Regions from separate parts of the Muntiacus reevesi genome. Here region 2 is linked to region 1. The links are chromatin contacts, called in public Hi-C maps. All regions are on one chromosome and are shown on one strand. Each heading gives the region's core, a stretch centred on a gene start, on an enhancer-like site or on the middle of the called end of the contact. The rest is flanking DNA. Distances are from core to core; before and after follow the strand shown. Region 1 holds the start of STAMBP (STAM binding protein). Region 2 holds the start of BOLA3 (bolA family member 3).

What was found. Hi-C and Micro-C count contacts between places; a contact is called where the count stands out from the background.
Region 2: a contact with region 1 is called in a Hi-C map of muscle, with 9 times the contacts expected there. The contact joins the promoter of BOLA3 here to the promoter of STAMBP in region 1. A contact is called at or near these places in 2 of 3 Hi-C or Micro-C datasets (blood and muscle).

Annotation. Positions count from the first base shown.
Region 1 is chr3:90,960,624-90,966,063 of mMunRee1.1, forward strand. STAMBP (STAM binding protein) reads left to right here and starts at 1,377. Exons shown (of 10, transcript XM_065929570.1): 1 at 1,377-1,422; 2 at 3,416-3,633. The coding sequence starts at 3,431.
Region 2 is chr3:91,268,954-91,274,255 of mMunRee1.1, forward strand. It overlaps BOLA3 (bolA family member 3), which reads right to left and starts at 1,535. Exons shown (of 4, transcript XM_065929580.1): 1 at 1,410-1,535. The coding sequence starts at 1,463.

The DNA of each region.
Region 1 (5,440 bases), core at 127-2,626:
TTACAAAATAAATGCTTTTCAAATTTACAGATAAAATTTTATTGTAATATATGCTAAAAAAAAATTAGGGATTTCACTGGTGGACCAGTGGTTAAGACTCCATGCTTCCAATCAGGGAGCATGTGTTCAACTGGTATCCCACAGGTTGTGTTGAATGGCCAGAAAAAAAAAGTTAATACAATAAAATTTTAATGGCTTAGCCAGTAATCAAAAAAGAACTCGAGGGGCTAAAGTGGTGTCCTAAAGTTTGCAAAATGAAATTTACCTTTAGATCCTACTAGTGGAAACCACTAGAATGACTGCTCAGTTCTCCAAATACTCTTCCTCTGAAAACCTTGTCACTGATCAGGATGGACCTTAACAGCCAATGAGTCCTACGTGGCCTATCTCTCTGGCTACAAAGGTTTAAAACAGAACTCGACATGACCTTTCTGAATGTGGCAATAAACAAAATTAAGGTGAAATTAAGAGCTGAGATTTGAGTAATTTCTAAAAAAAACAAGTGAATGGAAATTTAGGGAAAGCAAATTTCCACATAGAGAAAACCCGAGGATGTGTATTTAGCGTAAAAACTTTAAAGACACAGCTCATCTGGTTTTCCAGTGACTTTGTAATATAAATAGGGTATTATTAGTCTGGTAGAATAGGTTTCAACATGCAATCAATCTTGATAAAGCTCATAGAATTTTCTGCAGAAAACTAGGATACCCTAGCTTTTAGGACTGACATAAATATATAACACGTGCTTCCCAGGTGGCGCTAGTACTAAAGAACCTGCCTACCAATGCAAGAGACATAAGAGATGCAGGTTTGATCCCTAAGTCAGGAAGATTCCCTGGAGGAGGGCATGGCAACCCACTCCAGTATTCTTGCCTGGAGAATCCCAAGGACAGAGGAGCCTGGCAGGCTCCAGTCCATAGGGTCGCACAGAGTTGGACAGGACTGAAACGACTTAGCACGCACGCACAAACATGTAATTCATCTGCACAAATGTGGAGGACACAAAGGCATGGGGTAAGCATGAAGGTTACCAGGCTAATTTCAATACATGTATGATTTATGCAACAGATTTTATCTGATTTCATACTTCTTAAGCTTTCCCAAGGGATGTCGTATTACAACTTGTGTAGCCTTTCCCTGTGTCTGTACTAACCTAAAAGAAAAGCTAGCTTGGTCATTGGGTCCTGTGCCCGTTTCCTCTTCTTCGCTGCTTGATTTTCCTTTACTAAAATGGCCCCGCTCTCTCCTCATTGGTGTTTTCTCCCCCGCAGGTAGCAGCCCTAGCTCCGCCCACGAGTCGCCGCTCGGGTCCTAAGTTCTGGAGACTGTAACTCCCAGACCAGCGGCAGGGGGCGGGGCGGGGCGGGGCGGGTGCCGGACGTGACGTTTTCGGAAGCGCCGAGAGTCGTCCGCGGGGCGCAGGTGGGGAAGGGTCCCGGCAGTGTGGTGGGGCTCGGGTGCCGAGCGTAATCGGAGTCTGACGGGGAGCGGCCACCGTGAGTGTGGGGCCTGCAGCCTTCTCCTCCCTGCGCCCCCTGCCTGGCCTGTCACGCGCGAGGCCCCTGACGGCTCCGGTCCCCAGCTTGGCCCGGCGCGTCCCCTCCTACCGCACGCGATAGACGCGAAAACCTTGAATAATTTTGCCCGGCGTTGACAACTTGGGCTTGAGTGCCTTGGAGAAGGCCTCAAGCAGTTGTCAGTGGACCCTTCTCCGCTGTAAACGCCCCCTTCGCTCATTCCTGGTACTTCCTTTCGCGTCCCAGTCATCTTCCCCCGCCTCGGGTTTTTCCGCCTCTTTCCCTTCTTGTTTTCGGACGCTACATCTCCTCTTTGGAGTGTTGCTCAGTCTTGTGTGGGGCAGCACTTGCTGGCCTTGGGAAGGGGTTTCATTCTCGACCAAAAGATCCTCTCCCGAGAGGTGACAAAGAGCAACAACCTTCTTCTGCTTCAGTTAGCTTTGATGCACTGAGTTTACTAATTAGGCAACTTGGGGAGGTTTTAGACTTACTAGTGGCTTCTTGAGCCCCTGAAAAGACTCCCACAGAGGTGGAATGCCTCTGCATCCCTGGTAGTCCCCACAACTTTTGTACCCTTAGGGTGTTTGAGAAGAAGCTTGGTGGAGGAAGTGTGACCTGGAGATAGAATTGGCTTGGAGAAAATCATCTTTGAGGGAGTGCTTGGAATGGAAAACAACAGTAGATAGACAAATGAAACAAATGTGAGGATTTCTGGGCAGATAAGAATCCTGACTGAAGCAAAAGGTCTCTGTTGGCAATGATTAAGGTTTAAAAGGACAAAAAGTAAGGTTTAAAAGGACCAAATGGGGCCAGTTGACACAGGGCCTTGAATTCCAAAATCTGCTGTAGCTTGTGTATTCTACAGCATGCTGGTTGTGCTGTGTTGCTTCAGGCATGTCTGACTTTGTGACCCTATAGCCTACAGCCCACCAGGCTCCTTTGTCCATGGGATTCTCCAGGCAAAAATACGGGCGTGGGGGGTGTGCTGCAATTGAGTATGCATCAAATACTCAGAATCTTTTTGGAAGTGATGTAGAGTGATATCTGATTGGAAGAAAGAATCTGATTCGAACAGCAACAGTATCAAGAAAGATTGTAGAATGACTGCAACCTGAGACCCAGGGAGGGAAAACTCCCAGGATGTTTTTGTTGTTGTTGTTGGTTTGGGTTTTGCCTTTCAAGTTACCTTTGTGTCCTTTTGTTATTCAAAGAGTACTTAGTCTTCGAAGATATATTTGGGTAAACTGTTTTCTAGATCTAGATTCCTTACCCTGAAATGATGATGATGTAGATTGACTGGACTAGTGGTTTTATGGGGAGAGTCGGGATTATAAATATTCATACTCACACCATTTCCCCTCACTGACCTTGTGCTAAAGCGTGAAAAGTTGTAGACAAAGTCTGTTACTCTCAGGTTAAATGATCAACTTAAAGTCAGTTAACAATCATCAGGAAATGTCATTGAGTATTCTGTCAGATACTGGGATGGGTGGAAGTGGGTAGCTGGGAGGAGAGATAGTGGAAAAAATACAAGATACTGTCTGTCTTCATGGTGCCGAGGTCTGGGCCACCTAATGACAGGGAATGGTTAGCATGAAGAGAGAACTGAAGCCCTTGGGGCTCATTATAGTTATACTCTTTGTACCACCTAATCATGCCACAGGCATTATGGGTTTCTGAGTCTGTCAGTCCTTTCATCCTTGTGAAATGGGCTTTCTTGAGAGTCTCAGGCTTCTTGTGGGAAAGAGACCTTTATTAAAGAGACCTTTAATATGAGCAACAGCATGTGGTGTTTTTCTCTTAATTTCTTTGTAAGGTAGAGGTTTGTTGAGATAAACACCTGTGCTGAGGTGACAGGGGCCTTGGTATTGATGCCATCTTTTGTTTATTTGTTTCAGGACTTCTTGGTCCTCATGTCTGACCATGGAGATGTGAGCCTCCCACCCGAAGACCGGGTGAGGGCTCTGTCCCAAAGGGGTAGCACAGTGGAGATAAATGAAGACATTCCACCCCGCCGGTACTTCCGCTCTGGAGTGGAGATTATCCGAATGGCATCTGTTTACTGTGAGGAAGGCAACATTGAATATGCTTTCATCCTCTATAACAAGTATATCACGTAAGACACCTCCGGTTTCCTTTTTCTTTTCTGGTGACTGATGCCTCACTCATGGTGCTCTTGTGCTCATTTATGTCTGCTCAGAATCACTAAAACCAGAGAGAACTTGACAACATCATTATCATTAATCATTTTTGCTGGCAGCTCCTACATATTAGCTGTTCTTGACATTCAAAGACATGGGTACTGAAAGTGTTGTTTTCATGACTCAGTAATTTCATGAGTAAGAGACCTAGCTCTTTGGGCTGTGCCCACATGGCCCAGCTGTTAGGCAAGAGAGTTGGTGTTTAAACTATACATGTTTTGTATTGATGAAGGTTTTTTCCTATCCCCTCTCTATTAAGGCAGCCAATCAGAGGATTATTGTTGAGGTTTAGCAGAGCCAAAATTCCTCAGCACTACTTATTTTGTAGCAAATTGAGTGTCTCAGGAAAGAGTTTTTTCTTAACCTTTATCATAATCATGTAAATCATTAAATAAGTATTGGCCACCTACAGTTTGTATAGCTCATCATAAGACCTTTCCCTTGAGTTGCTTAGCCTCTTGCAGCATGAATTGAAGATTTCAGTTAACAGGAACAATTGCTAAAGTCCCAGTGACACTGGAAAAGATGTATAATTTAGGAAGGGAATAATAATGTTAAAAGATTCCATTTGTAATTTCTAGTCTTGTCCTTTCATAATAGTAGGACCTTAAGATAATAATAATTACAGTGTATTTGTATAGCTCTTAAATAGTTCATAGAAATTTCACCTGCATTTGTGTCAATTGATCTTCACAGTTCTGTGTGCACTGTGTGGGGCACATCGTCCTTCCATTCTGCAGATCAGGAAACACCTTCCAAGTTCAGTGGTAGGCTTTATTTCACAATTTGGAGTGGCAAAACCTGGATTTTCCAACTCTTAATTCAGGATTCTTTCTACAACATAAGTCTTATTCTTTTTGTTTTCTTTTTGGTGATGTTTCTTGAATTGAAGGTAGTCTTTTGAATTATAGTCTGGAGACACACTAATTTTGGGTTATTTTTTACTGTTTTTTGAATAGGTAACATGTGCATGTAGTGTAGAATTCAGAAGGCACAAAAGCGTATATGTATTTAAAAACTTAATTTCCCTACCACTCCTCTTTTCCCCCAAACCTTTAGTTCCCCTCCCCACAGGCAGTCACTCTTACTAGTTTCTTACATGTTCTTCCAGAGGTGATGGATGCATGTTAATTATATGATATTAAGTTTTTGATCACATACTGCTCTAAAGCAGTGCTTGTCAACTTTGGTGTTAGTGACATTTTGGGTTGAACAGTACTTTGTTGCACGGAATGGCCTGTGCACTTTATTGTGTTCAGCAGCATCTTTGGTCTCTCTACTCACTAGCTGCCAGTAGAACCGCTTACCCCCGAGTTGTGACAACCCAGAATGTCTCCAGATATTACTAACGCTTTCTGAGAGGCAAAACTGCCCCAGTTGAGAGCCACTACTCTGAAGAAAAGGAGGTGTAAGAGTGAGTTGCCTAGAATTCGTATTGTAATTTTAGAATGGAACAAAGGGAGTGCTGTGGTTTTTTGAAGTTTATAAGTCGCATCTGTTTCCTCAGGGATGTTGCAGTCCATCCATATCACAGTTCCCTGGTATGTGGCCTCAAAGCCGATAAAGTTTCATAGAATTATAACTACATTTCTCCCTCTCTTTGCTATTAGGAATTTTTCATTCCTAGGCACAATGGGCACAAAATTTATTTCCCTGAGACATTTCTCTGGCTATTGTCCTCCTCTTCATTTACTCTGCTGCTGGTAGAAATAGTATATTTCC
Region 2 (5,302 bases), core at 285-2,784, 310 kb after region 1:
TTTTCTGATGGCCTAAAGCAGGGTCCTGTGTTATAGAACCTCAGAGCACCTTCTTTAAAATGCCCTGTGCACTGACTCTTTCACCAATTGGTCTTAGAGGCCAAGACATGGGTCTGTCCTGCTATTGCATTTTTCCAGAACTGACACAGGGCAGGCCCTCAGGAGAACTTGAGTGATGAGTGAATGAATGAGCAGGGGGAAATATCCACACAATTCGGGGCATATGTATTGTGCTGTCATTTGCTCAGTCGTGTCTGACTCTTTGTGACCCCAGGGACTGTAGCCCGCCAGGCTCCTCTGGCCTCGAGGATTCTCCAGGCAAGAATACTGGAGTGGGTTGCCATGCTCTCCTCCAGGGGATCTTCCCAAGCCAGGGATTGGACCCAGGTTCTCCGCATTGCAGGCGGACTGTTTCCCGGCTGAGCCACCAGAGAAAACCGGCATATGTACTAGGCACCCCCAAAGAAGTCCTAATTCTAGCAGGCAGCTGAAATGCAGGTCAGGAGAAAGATCTGGAGGGAGACTGAGTGCTGTTCAGAGGGACAGAATCTTATGTTGTGGACCTGGGTAAGACTGGATGGACCGCAGACCTTCTCTGAAAACGGTGCCCTGGGGGCGGGGCTGGGGGCAAAGGCAGAGGGTAGCCAGGTGGCAGGCAGCGCAGCAGTCACTAAAAGGTGAGAGTGGGGTTAGCACTATGGCTCTTTGGGAAAAGTCTTTCCCTCATCTCTGCTGATCTGCAGGCAGCGGCCTTTAAACCAGCAATCTACTGACAAAACCCCTGGAATGTCGATTGTCCATAATGAAAGTCACCAGCAGCAGTGCCTTTCTTGCTTGGGGGAGGCAGGTCCAAGAGAAGGAAGAATGTAAGAGGAAAGCAAAAGAAATGGATGGAGTGAAGGAAGAATGAATCAGCAAGGGGGAGAAAAAATTAGGAGAACGTATGGTGAGTGCCCTCTACTGGCTCCCAACTCCAGGAGTGTGAGATTTGGAAAGGGTCAAGGTCACAGAAGCCAGGAGGACGTTCCGGAGTCCTGACTCAGTCATAGGAACCGGCACGCACTCCGCGACTCCAGGCTCTGACTCCCACGTCTTCGGCTCAGTAAACCGACATTGCTTTTTCCGTGCCTGCTGGATTACGACTGTTTAGGTATCCGTTCCCCTCGGCCTCAACCCCCACCCCGTTGGGGAGCTCCCCCAGCACGCGCCGGGCCTGACACTTCTCTCAGTACCCGTAGCCGTGGCCACTGAATGAATGAACCAGCAAATCAATGAATGAGAGAAAGGAGGCGAAGCCCCTGGCCCGGCGCGTCGCCCTCCGCGGGCCGTCTCTCCAACCCCGGCCCGCCCCGCGGTCCCAGCGCAGTTCTTGCCCCGGGGCGAGTGGCTCGGTCCCCGTCCACGCTCACCCGGCGGGTTCCGCGAAGCAGAGGCCCTGCCGCGGCCGGGCTCCACGCCGCCATGCCCGGCCGACGCGGCCCGCCGTCCGAGGTCGCCGTGTCGCCCAAAAGACGCGGAGTCCGGGACCAGAGCCGCCGCCGCCACGGGCGAGGCCGCCCCCTGCCGTCCGGAGGCCGCGAGCCGCCCCGCACGCCCGGGACGCCCAGGGCCCCGCCGTCTGCCCTGACTCTCCTGGCTTCCTCTGCCTTCTAGCCCTCGCCCCCAGTGGGTCCTTCCGCCTCGGCCTAGAAGCCGGTGCTCGGACTCCCCGTCGTTCCAAGGACCCTGGTGCCCCAGGTGGAACGCCCCCATTCCTACTCTCCACCAGAAAACCTGCTGCTACACGGAGGAGCTTCGACTTCTCGCTCCATGAGGGAGCCGGGGTAGGATTTTAAGCAGGGGAGTCGTTTTCAGATTTGGGTTTAGAAAGATCATTGGCCCCTGCAAGAGCGGGGACAGTCGCAGTGGTCCAGAGACTAAAGGCCTGAACAGCAGCAGGAATGGGAGGAGTGGACTCAGACACCTGGGAGGTGAATGGACTGGAAGACAGTATTGGCGGGAGAGGGGATGAAGGCGTCAGGGATGACTCTCAGGTTTCTGGCTTGGACAATGAAATGGATAGAGGAGGACTAGGTTTGGGGTGAAGAGGGTCGACTAACTCAGTTTTGGATGTCCCTGAATTTAAGGTGCCTGCAGGAAATGGCTCAGCAGAAGAGCCACTGGAGCCACAGACCTTGGATAGCCTGGCAAACTCTTTAAGATGTTTTGCAAAATTCAAACACCACTCCCATCCGCTGGAAAGCTCAACCAGCAGATCAACTGGAAGCTAAGGAATGATATTGACCTTCCCTGATCCTCCTGACTTGAATCAACTAAAACTTTGACTCTTGACAACTTTTGCCCCCATTCTAGACTGAATTCTCCTCGGCCAAGCCCTTTCATGAATGTGCATATAACCTTAGCTTAAAATTTCTCTGCTTTTACTCTTGGGGAGATACTGTGTTCTCTTTACTTGTTGTCTGATCACCAAGTCATGTTCAATCCTTTGCAACCCCATGGACTGCAGCATGCCAGGCCTCCTTGTCCTTCACTATCTCCCAGAGTTTGCTCAAACTCATGTCCATTGTGTCAGTGATGCCATCCAACCATCTCATCCTGTGTCACCCCAGCATCAGGGTCTTTTCCAATGACTCGGCTCTTCACATCAAGTGGCCAAAGTATCAGAGCTTCAGCTTCAGCACCAGTCCTTCCAATGAATATTCAGGGTTTATTTCCTTTAGGATTGACTAGTTTGATTTCCTTGCTGTCCAAGGGACTCTCAAGTCTTCTACAGCACCAAAATTTGAAAGCATCAATTCTTCGGCACTTAGCTTTCTCAACTGAAAAATAGCCTTCATTATTACTGGACTGCTTGTACCTCCCTATGCAAACTGATGCAACAATATGGCTTATGTGGTAACCAACTCATCTTTTAAAGTCAGTTCAAGCCTTGTCTTCTGATCAGTCATAAATATTCTGTTCAGCACCACTAAAATAATCTGTCACAGAGAAACCTTTTGCCTCCTGTAGGTAGGTTGCCTAAGCCTGAAATAACCTTTTTACTTGCCTTTTAAGTCTTTTCATTTCTGTAGCCCTCTGGAACTCCCCTTTACTGGCTAGATGAGATGCTGCCTGAATTAACAGTCAATAAAGCCAATTAGATTTTTTAAATTTACTGTTGAATTTTGTCTTTTTGACCCTCATAATTTTTCCTTTCATCAGTGCTAATGCTCAATTGTATCCAACTCTTTGCAACCCCATGGACTGTAACCCCCCGAGCTCCTCTGTCCATGGGATTTCCCAGGCAAGAATACTGGAGTGGGTTGCCATTACTTCCTCCAGGGGATCTCCCTGACTCGGAGATTGAACCCATGTCTCCCGCAGCTCTGGCATTGGGCAGGTAGATTCTTTACCACTGGGAAGCCCCAATTTCTCCTTTGCATTACTGTTAATAGCCTCATTTTTTTTTCTTTGCTTGATTCTTTAACAATTAGAGTTGGTGGGATTAGGGATAATTTACAAACTTTCAATTTTTCTTCAGAGATGTAACTAAACTGCCAAAGACATTTCTTCCAGAGTATAGTGGAGAATCACCTCTTTGCTACTTAATGGGGAGGTCTCAATGAGGCAGACCATATCCCATGACCTAGGCTGGTTGATCAGATTTAGGGATTGGCTTAGAGTTGGTCACATGATCTGAGCCAGACTAATCAGAATTGGTCTAGAGACTTTAGGGAACTAAGGAAAATAAAGGATCATTTGCACCTGGGTTGCTAAACTGGTAGAAGGTGTACTCTTGGGGACTATCTTTGTAACCATGTGGGCAGTGCCACAGTGGAAATGAAGCAGGCACAGAGGAAAGGAGAGCTGAGAAGAGATACACGTTTGACATCGTTTGTGCAACTGGAAACAAGCAGAGCCAGAACTGAACACTAAAGCAATTTTAGTTGGTTTAGTTATTTTTAACTAAGAGACCAGTGTTAAATTCACTGAACTGCATTTGCAAAATTCCTTCTTTCCTTTACTGAAAATCAGTACTTTTGCTCCAACATTCTTCACATAACAGTAGCTCACTTCTTTTTTTTCTCCTGGCTGTGTTGGGTCTTCATTGTAGCCTGCGGACCTCTCTTGCTGCAGAGGAGGCAGGCACAGTAGTCGTGGCCCACGAGGCCACGAGCTTAGCTGCCCCATGGCAACCGGAATTTAATTCCCCTACGGGATTGAACCTATGTTCCCTACATTAGAAAGCAATTTCTTAACCCCTAGATCCAACCAGTCCATCCTAAAGGAGATCAGTCCTGAGTGTTCATTGGAAGGACTGATGCTGAAGCTCAAACTCCAATACTTTGGCCACCTCAAGAGTTGACTCATTGGAAAAGACCCTGATGCTGGGAGGGATTGGGGGCAGGAAGAGAAAGGACGACAGAGAATGAGATGGCTGGATGGCATTACCAACTCGATGGACATGAGTTTGAGTCCATCGAGTCCAGGAGTTGGTGATGGACAGGGAGGCCTGGCATGCTGCAATTCATGGGGTCGCAAAGAGTCGGACATAACTGAGCGACTGAACTGAACTGGATCACCTGGGGAGTGGTTATTTTGGACTATCTGCTTTAGTATCTTCCTCCTACCCTGTTTTTGAAACTGCCGTTGGAGCCACCTGAAATTAAAACTTGTTCATTATTTGCTTAATTAAAATCCTTCAGAGTCATCACCTACAAGTGAAAAACCCAAGTTCTTTCATTTGACTTACCTCTACCTACCTGTCCAATTGCAATATATCCTTCACTAATACTGGACTGCTTGACTTCCCTATACAAACTGTGCAAAAATTCTGTTATGTTGTAACCACCCATCTTTTAAGGCAGTTCCAGTTTTGCCTCCTCCAAGGAGCCACCTGACTCAGGGTCTTTTCCAGTGAGTCGGCTCTTCCCATCAGGTAGCCAAAGTATTAGAGCTTCAGCTTCAGCATCAGTCCTTTGAATTAATATTCAGGGCTAATTTCCTTTAGGGTTGACTGGTTTGATCTCCCTTCTGTCCAAGGGACTCTCAAGAGTCTTCTCCAGCACCACAATTCGAACCCATCAATTCTTCCACGATCAGCCTTCTTTACGGTCCAACTCTCTCATCCGAACATGACTACTGGAAAAACCATGGCTGTGACTATATGAACCTTAGTTGGCAAAGTGATGTCTTTGCTTTTTAATACACTGCCTAGGTTTGTCATAACTTTCCTTCCAAGGAGCAAGCATCTTTCAATTTCATGGCTGCAGTCACCATCCACAATGATTTTGGAGCCCAAGAAAATAAGATCTGCCACTGC